2 separate regions of the Sus scrofa genome follow, and region 2 is linked to region 1. A link is a contact called in public HiChIP or PLAC-seq data. All regions are on one chromosome and are shown on one strand. The core of a region is the stretch at or near the end of the contact, and the rest is flanking DNA. Distances in the headings are between cores, read along the strand shown. Region 1 has its middle 230 kb from the start of CBLB. Region 2 has its middle 130 kb from the start of CBLB.

What was found. HiChIP or PLAC-seq counts read pairs in DNA pulled down with a chosen protein or histone mark.
Region 2: an H3K27ac HiChIP or PLAC-seq map of skeletal muscle shows a contact between it and region 1. The contact joins two enhancer-like sites. A contact is called at or near these places in 5 of 47 Hi-C or Micro-C datasets (fibroblasts, heart right ventricle, retroperitoneal adipose tissue and 2 more) and 2 of 2 datasets of contacts at active chromatin or transcription factors (alveolar macrophages and skeletal muscle).

The regions. Positions count from the first base shown.
Region 1 is chr13:153,243,618-153,248,548 of Sscrofa11.1, forward strand. No RefSeq gene overlaps it. Among named protein-coding and RNA genes, the nearest start is that of CBLB, 230 kb to the right of the region's middle. Within about 2 kb of position 2,199, at least 12 of the 83 cell types and tissues checked have an H3K27ac peak or open chromatin away from gene starts, as enhancers often do. A contact at or near this core is called in retroperitoneal adipose tissue, skeletal muscle and subcutaneous adipose tissue, where this site is marked.
Region 2 is chr13:153,343,581-153,348,421 of Sscrofa11.1, forward strand. No RefSeq gene overlaps it. Among named protein-coding and RNA genes, the nearest start is that of CBLB, 130 kb to the right of the region's middle. Within about 2 kb of position 1,966, at least 27 of the 83 cell types and tissues checked have an H3K27ac peak or open chromatin away from gene starts, as enhancers often do. A contact at or near this core is called in retroperitoneal adipose tissue, skeletal muscle and subcutaneous adipose tissue, where this site is marked.

The DNA of each region.
Region 1 (4,931 bases), core at 949-3,448:
TTCAGAACCACAATAAGGACTATTTGTTTGATGTTAACTCCTACAGAATTATCAACTATGAGCTGGAGGAAGGTATAAAAGAGTTTTAAGTGGCAGAGCAATGAGATTAGATTTGCCTTTGTAAAAAAGTTTTACTTTTTTTCATTTTTAAAAATTGTATTCAAGTATAGTTGATTTACAATATTGTGATAATTTCTGGTGTACAACAAATTTATTCAGTTATACATGTACAAAAAGTTTTCTAATAACTATGGAGAATAAACTGGAAGTGGGGGGGGTGAAATTATACCATTTAGGAGATTCTTAAAATCAGGATAAGAAATGTTGGTAGCTTGGGGTAGGGAAATAGCAGCAGGTATAGAGAAAAACTGACAGATTTAAGGTCTATATTGGAAGATTCTTAACAAGGCGCTAGTGGTTGGGTAAATGTGGAGAAGAGAGAGGTCATAAAGCTGGGACCCAGGTGTCTGGCATGAGCAAGCAACTAAATACTGGTGATGGGAATCAAAGTGGAAATCCTAAGAATATTATTAGACCATTTAATTAGAGCAGATGTCCTGATAGTTGAAAACACATGTTAGAGACTCAGGAAAGGTCTTCTGGGTGGAAGATGTAAGTTTGTAATTGTAAATGAAGCCGTGGCAGTAGATGAAGATCAACTGGGAGGAAACGCGGAAAGAGATGAAAAAAGGTGGTGATGCAAATTCCTGAAGAATTCAAATACTTATCCATCAGGTTTAAATGTAAGATCCCCCAAAAGATGTTGAGAAGAAGCCTATTCAAAAGGCAGCCAAGAGAGAACAAATCTCAGATCTACCTCTGCAAAGGCAAGGGAGTTGGGATTGTTCTAAGGTAAGCAGAGTGGTCTTAGGTGTGGGGAAAGGTGATTGTCAGCAGGGAAAATGCTGAGGTAATCCCGGGTTCTGGGCAGGCGCATCTCAGTTCCTGTTTCTGCACTTCCAAGATGGAGAAGCTTGGCTTGATCCGAGGGGGCAGTTTTCTGGCCCAACTCCAGTCCTCTGCCGTCTTGTAGGACATCTGCACAGGCCTAGTTTTAAGGTGAGTGTCCCTAACAAGACTTCGTCCCTCAGACTGGGAAGAAGCTGACTCCGTGTTCCTGTAAAACAAGTGGGCTTCATGGAGCTGGGAAGGTACGCAATTAATGAGAGGAAAGAAGAAAGAAAAAAAACAATAACTAAAGCAATCTTAACCACTGAGGATAGTTTGCAATCAAAGGGATTTTAATAAACTGTTGTCTTATGTGTTGTTCTGTAAGACAAGCTTAAGAATTTCAGTTTTTATCAGCTTCTGTTAATTCTATGAGGAATAGTTTCACAAATACTATTTTAAAATATCTTATTTATCATTTGCAGGATTAATTTATACCTGTAAATTGTGATTGATGAAAAGTTTGGAATATTAGGCAATGCCAAGATCTATTTATAAAATTTCCTCACATACCCTGTTACAAGACAAGGGCTTTGTGTTCTCAGGGTTAATTATATATACAATGTGTCTTATATGCAATACATTTACCCATTTCTAAATAGGTAAAATGAAAGTATAGAGTCTGACTTAGCCAGGCCCACTACTCAAGGGCTTAATTTTCATACTTAGCTTCCTGCCATTTCATGTTGATAATACTAAAAACCCCATTTCCAGTGTGAATAATATTTATTTAATTGTAAAATTTTCAGGTTCAAACTACATTCAAGTATACGTTTGTTTAACATGTTAATCAGTCAATTAGGTTAATTCCAATTTAACATATAAGGTACACTTTTGATCCAAATAGATAATCTGTTCTACTTCCTGGGTTCGCAAAGGAGACCAGATACTTTACTATTTTTCCTGTGGGTGTCATTTTAGTTTCTTTTCTTTAAAGCATATTTGTATGATGGATTGTATCTAGCAAGCCTATTTCACCTCTTCTTAACCCAACTCTTTCTTTCCTGGGCTTCTTTTTGCCTGAACAAATTCCTTTCAGAGCCTCATTTTCGAGAATTTTCTGGCTCAACTGCTTCTGAGAAACCAATGTTTGTCTTTTAAGATACCCCAGCAGCCCTTCCATATTTATCAACTCCATCTGTTTTCTATTCTAGTTCCTCTAAGCTCCTTTTTTACTTGTCAGCCCTAATCATTCCCCTGCCACTGTCCCCTCCCTAATCTTAGTTTATCTGGGCTTCCCAAGAGACAACTGCCAATGTAAGTCATTTGGCAGGATTGTTCCCTTCTCTGTGAAATGGTCACGACAGTATTTGTAAGCCTGTTTCACAATGAATCATTTTTATTTTTTATATGAAGTGAAAAAAAAATGTGACGGCATGTTCCAAAATACGCATCTAAATATAGCACTTTTCACCATACTGGGCAAGTGAATTTCCAAAGATCACAGCCAACACAAATTACAGATATCTTACTTGTACTTTGGCTTTTTGCTTTCTAATTACAGATTATGGAAGTAAAGAAATCATTTTTTATATCTTATCAGTCTCTTCTTAGAGAAAATGATAGATGCAGAGTATATTCAGAATTGAAATGTAAATGTTAAGACGTTATGTCAAGGTTAAAACTATTTACCAGATGAGTAAAAAATAACACATTTTTATGTGGTGAACCACTTAACTAGAACTGTATAATTCTACATTATTTGCTCTTTTTTCTTTTTTAAAAAGAAGCCAAACATCTCTAGAACAAACATTTTCCCTGTGTCGATTGGATTTAGAGTGCCAACAAAGTTTTGTTTCTTTTCTTTAAAGCATATTTATTTTTAAATCTTTCAATCCACTATTGCAAACAGATGTGCTTTTTTTCCTTCAAATGGAAGAAAATAAATAACCAAGGTTGCAATTCCCTTTAAATACTTTTTTAAAAAAGAAAGAGGAAGGAAAAACAATTGGAGTTTTATTTCAGAATTCTGCTCTGTGCCAAACATCCAATCTGTAAAACATTTTACCCTTTTGGTTTGGGAATGGGGAAAGACATCTGTGTGTGAGGCATCAATCTGTTTTTATGAAACGCAATTCTAGTTCACGGAGCTTTGATCCGAGGAGTGATAAACACACTACTCTGAGGCTTCTATTTAAAAGGCAGAAATATTGACAGTCTAAATCCTTAACACCTTAAGATGAACTTTTATCCAAATAAAAATAATGATAGCTACTATTAATGGAAACTTACAAAGTTCCAAACTGTAAGCAAACTAATACATGTGTGTTATCTCAGTATTTCCTTTTGAAGATCAATGCCAATATTATCTGCATTTTACAGATGAGAAAGTGGAGAAGGAAATGATTGTACATTTTGTATAAATCACTTGGCTAGAGTTACAACCAAGTATAAGATCCTCTTCTGTCTCTTATTCCAGGCATCTTTCTTCTAAAATGAGCTGCCTCCATCAAGTAAAGTACACACTGGAGTAAAAAGGTGAACCTAATGTAAGTTAGATTAGATTGTAGCAATAAACTTTCCTTTAGGGTCAGCTGGGGAATCAACTAGAGAAAGAGAAAGACTGGAATCTGTCTACTGTATCTTCAGGGGACCAGGCACTACCTTATATACTTACCTAAAAAAGCTTTTTTTATTGAACAGAAACAACGGTAAAACAGACATCTCCTTGGCCTCCATTCAGTAGTCACTTATTATAAATAAAGAGAGGTCTTCTATCATCCAAGTTCAACAGATAAAATGATCTATGGTCCAATAGTTCTCTTCTTCGGACTTGGCTTAAAGCTATGAAATGTTGTTCTTTAATAGTCAAGCAAGCATTGTTTCACATTTAAATCAGTCCTTTCTCTTTAAGAGCTCTAAGCACTTTGCAGACCTCATCTCATCTTCTCGACACCTTTATGTAGAGGAAATGAACTTAACCTTTTCAGGCCTCAGTGTGAGTCAGTAAGTTTGCATTTTTACATTTCTACTTAATTTTCCATGCATCTTCCCAGAAACTAAAGTAAGAGTCCCAGGATCCCATTTTGGCTTCCCCTCTAACCTTGGTGACTGTGGACAGCCCCTTAGCTGCCCTTGGCTACAGTTCCCTCGTATGCAACGAGGATATAGGCTAGGTAAGCATGGAGTTCCCTTCAAGATTTACCATTCTGGGCGTCTAAGCTAGTGGAATACCTGTGGGATTTGGTGGAAGAATTATCTTCAAGTCTAAAGAAACTTTGGGCTCTATCTGTCTCCTCAGCCATTGCAGTTGCCTTTGCATTTCTCCCATAGCCAGACTTTATCACATAGCAAGGTTCTCCAAGGTCACTGGCAGGACTACAGCTCAGCGAGTTAAAACTGGAAAAGAAGAGAGAAAAATAGGTGGAGCTAAGAAAAAAAAAGAGCAAGTGTTTTGGGGGAGGCAATGGAAAAGTGGGGTGGGAGGAAGAGAGAAGAGATGGAGGAAGACAGGAAAGACAGGAAGATAGTAAGGACAATGCTGCTAAAATTGTGTTTTTCCTCTGTCATTATTATAATAATTCCATTGTTACATTGGAGAGGTGGTGGCATTGATTTAATAGAAAGAGATAGGTTTTGGAGTTAGACTACACTTGGCTTGGTGTTCTGACTCTTCCACTAATGATCATTATAATGTCCCTAGGCAACTCTCTCACACTTAGCTTAATTTTAATTACAAAACACAGATAGCATCTCCCTTCCAAAGTGTCTGTGATTCATAATATAAATTACCATTCCAGAACAAGGATACAATATCATTAGTTTTAAGTGATATGTGACAACTAGCCTTCATCTACCAGCATCGATATTAATTACACCCAATAAAAAGCACACAAAGCATGCTTTATATCTCTTAGAATAACACTGGTTCCTTCATCCTTGTCTGTCCCATATACCAGCCATTCATTTCTCATGTACAAGTGCTAATGGCCATGGTCCTTATATTTTGCAGATATCTCTCCCTGTTCACTGTATCACTCCCT
Region 2 (4,841 bases), core at 716-3,215, 100 kb after region 1:
GTCAGAAGCATTAAAATAAGCACTGGTCAATAACAATCAATGTTCTGCTTAGCTTGTCATGATAGGTGGAAGATTGTGGCCTTGAGGGAATGGGTCCCAGGAGGCAGGAAGTGGACTTTCAACAAAGGAAACCAAAAAGATATAGGAAATGTATATTAAGTTTCTCATTATTTCAGTGGAGCTCTAATTTTTGAAATATATATATATATATAATTTTTGAGATGTAATTTACATACTACAAAAACTCACAATCTACAGTATACAGTTCTATGATTTTTGACAAGTATAATGAGGTATAACAACCACACAATCATAATAGAAAACATTTTCCCTTACCTTCAAGATATTCCTCATTCCCCTTTCTCAATCTCCTCCTTCCTCCATTCCTATTTATCTGCCTACTGCCACTATTGTTTTGACTTTTCCAGAATGTCACATAAATGAAATCAAACAATATACAGATTTTTTAGCCTAACTCCACTTAACGTAATGCATGTGAGATTCACCCACATTTTTGCATGTATTAATAGTCCATGTCATTTTATTTTATTTTATTTTGCGAGGGCTATTCCATTGTGTGTAAATATGGCAGTTTATTCACTGATTGATGAACATTTAGGTTATTTTCAGTTTTTTTTATTACATCTAAAGCTGCTATAAACATTTCATGCACAGGATTTTTAGTGAGCATGTATTTTCATTTGTCTTCAGTAAATAGCTGGGAATGGGATTGCCGGGTCATAGGATGAGTGTATGTTTACCTTTCTAAGAAACTTCCATTCTGTTTTCTGAAATACTTCCTAAATTTTAGTTTCTTAAATTGCTAACATCCTATCTTCATGCATAACCATTGGTAAGGCTAAGGTCTTGCAGATGGTATATAACTATAGTAAGAGAGAAATAGGATGCACATTTTTGATGGGAAGGAAAAACAGATCACATGTGAAAGTATACCATGAGGTATCTTCTGATCTGGCCTAACAGTCCCTATTTTGAAGACATAAGTCAAGATGAAATCAAGGTGGGAGATGCTTCCTGTCAGGTATCATTTACAAATACCCATTTGGCTCTCCTGGCTCTAAGGCTCAGTGCTTCTTGTATTATATACACACCTTGTACCTTCATACACTGATCTGACTCTGGGCTCTATCAGAGGGACTGAGAATGTAATTCTAAAAACTTCATGTGTGCCAGGAAAAAGAAATCATGCCTCTCTGTTTGACAGCATTAACTGTGTCCTGGAGGTTCTTTAAGAAAGGGGAAAAAAAAAAAAAAAAAAAAAAAAAACTAAGAAAGAAAATCTTACTCAAAATACATTTTTTTTTCCTTCTGGCACATTTCCTGAATCCAGCTGGAACTGGAAAAGCATGTGCCAAAATGCAGTTTGGAAAAGTGTTCGTGTTTGTGAGTGTTTCGGCTCTGCCTGGAACCAAGAAGTAGCCAAAGTCTTAAATGTGAATGAGTTCCCCCTGAGCCTTCCAAACTAGTCATATAGTGTGATTTTACCTGGCATTATTGCCATCCAAAGCTGTAACTCTGAGTCTCCAAATATAAAATTTCAGGAAGGAGGTGTCTAATTCCATTAAATAAAGATTAATGAAGATTGGGGTAGACAATGGAAAATGCTTCTCTGCTTCTGTTTGCTAACACTATCAGAACTTTGTACAAAATGTATAAGGCAGATGCCTTCAGAAAGAGAGGGAAAGGATTTAAGAAACCCATGAGCCCTGTCCCTAGAGATCCGGAAGCACTGAATTGGTTTACAGCTCTTCCTGTGGCTGGAGGGAGTAAATAAGCCCCTGTCCATGTGTCAGTTCTTAAACTGGCAGGGGCTATATAGGGCTCAGATAACTCAGTGATGATAGAGTCCTTCAAAATAACTTTTCACATAGTGAAAATAGCACTCTTGACGAGTAGCTCTTCACGAACACTGATTGAGAGTCATACTTTAGTCACCACACATGACCTATCATTTATGACTTGCAGAGCACAGCTGTTTGTGAGTGATCTCTGATGAGTTGTCTTAATAGGAGAAGTTGAGCAAGAAACTTACAGGCTTGTTGCTCATTAATGCTTTCTTGAAACTCTGTGAGAGATACAAGAAGCTGCCCAGAATTTAATAATCATAGAAGAGTAGTCACAGCCCTTATGAAAAAAAAGGAGAAGCACAGAGAAATGAAGCCATTTAGAGTCTGTCAGAGAACAGTGAATTTCAAAAACAACCCTTCTGTTTCATTAAAAATTTATTTATTCAAGTTTAATGTACTTTGAAATGAATTTGCATTTTATAAAGAACAGAATATATTTTCATAATACTAGATCAAGGAAACACCACCCCAGAAAGTTTACTTATATACTGTAACAAGGTCAAGTGGGTTATGCCCTAAATTCGACATACTTGAGTATTAAATTCATGTTCTATAAATTACTCATGATGACATCTTACCTTATAATATAACGTGGCTCTCGATCAAAGCCTTCTTGAAATACACCTTGCACTTCAAGCTCATTTGATCTGAATATACCCATTTTTAATTCCTATCAAAGAAATATGTATAATTCATTTCCTGAAAGTGCACATAGTGAGAGAGTAAGAAATTGAATTTGTTTCTTCTAAAATAATCTTAAATGCTCAAGGGCCTATCATGCAAAATCTTGGCTTACAGACTTCTGGTTCCATTTTTCTGATGAGGAATCAAGCCACAGAGTATTTTTCTAAAATACTTTCTAGCTCATTAAAGTAAAATTATAACATGTTAGACTATTGGGAAAATTTAATGCAGTGGTCTGTAAACTATGGCCCATGGTCTAACCATCTGTTTTTGTAAATAAAGTTTTAGTGGAACCAAGATGTTTCCATTCATTTAAGCAGTGTGTATGCTTTCCTGCTATAGTGACAGGGTTGAGTAATTGTCACAGAGACCATATGGCCCACAAGCTGAAAACTCTTACTGTATGACTTTCAAAAAAGAGTTTGCCAACCCTTGATTTAGTCTATGCCCTACCTTTTATAATAACCAAAAACACAAAAGATTTAACAATTTCCATTACTGTTTGAGACAGAGGAGTTTATTATCATATTATGAAATCTTAAAATTCCAAAAATAGGTTCTGGTTTGGTTTCCTTTGATATATATGTGAGAAAATCTCCTTTGTCCCTTTGTACTAAAATGAGATTGAACTAGTATGATCAATGGAAAAGGGATGTTGACTCTACCGTCTTTCTCAAAGACCCAGATACCAAAGCCTCAGGGAACCTATAGCTTCTTAGTATTTAATGAATTTAAACATTATATACAAAATCCAGTTTTTGTTCAAAAAAGAGCAAAGGACTTTAAAACAAACTAGGTGCATATAATGAGATTGGAAAAATTACAGTAAGGAGCTATGACATAAATCAACCACATGACTCTTCTTGTAATGCTTCCCCTTTTATTCAGTTTAGTTATGACAAAAAGGAAGCACTAGACATTGAAAGGGCAATTGGAATGCTCCTCAGTTAAGTTGTGAGCTGACAGCTTTCTTCAAAGGAGCCTAAGGCCATACTGTAAGAAAGCCCATGAAAGCACTTGACTCCAAGGTGTTCTGAAGTCAGAAAATATCAGAGCATTTTTATCTTAAGGATGCTTGGATAGGATTTTTAATGCCATGTAAAACCTTGATAAAATCATATTGCAGTGTCCATGAATGGTACCCCCTGGAGTTACACAGTGTACAGCCTGGGAAAACATGTGGCACCACTATTTCTGAAGTCCTAGCACTCTCATTTTTTTTTTTTTTTTTTTTTTTTTTTTTTTTTTTTTTTGCTATTTCTTGGGCTGCTCCTGCGGCATATGGAGGTTCCCAGGCTAGGGGTCTAATTGGAGCTGTAGCCACTGACCTACGCCAGAGCCACAGCAACGTGGGATCTGAGCCGCGTCTGCAACCTACATCACAGCTCACGGCAACGCCGGATCGTTAACCCACTGAGCAAGGGCAGGGATCGAACCCGCAACCTCATGGTTCCTAGTCGGATTCGTTAACCACTGCGCCACGACGGGAACTCCCTCATTTTTAATGTAAATCCATTTTTAATAGGAAAAATATAAATTTACAATGTAGAAGTAATTACATATATAAAAGTGATGCGATTTGCATCACTAAAGAGCCTGAGTCCTTAAGCACCTATTTCAATTCACTGACATTCAGTTGCTATAGACCTACCTTTTTTCATCATATTTATCAAAATTCTGTCCAGCAGGCATCAAGAATCTTGCACAATACAAAATATATTTCTGGCTCCAAATATATAACACTTTAAATAAAGGCCATTACGAGTTCTTGTTGTGGCTCAGTGGAAATTAATCTGACTAGTATCCATGAGGACGGAGATTCGATCCCTGTCCTCATTCAGTGAGTTACAGACCCAGCATTGCCATGAGCTGGCCTGTCTTCCATGAGCAGATGCGGCCCGGATCTGGCATTGCTGTGTCTGTGGCATTGGCAGCTACAGCTCTGATTTGACCCCTAGCCTGGGAACCTCCATATGCTACAGGTGCGTCCCTAAAAAGACAAAATAATAATAGTAATGGCCATTAAAATCATTATTTTTTATAATCCAGGTTTTTTCTTTTAGAATAATTTTATTGAGGTATAATTTATGCACAACAAATTGCATCCATTTAAGTATCTAGCTTGATGTGTTTTGACAAACATATATAACTGTGTAACCACTGTCATAATCAAGTTATAGAACATTTGCATCACCTCAGAAAGTTCCCTCTTGTCCCTTTACAATTACCACCCCATGTCTGCAGACAATTTGTGGTCTGCCTTCAGTCATCATAGATTAGGTCTGACTG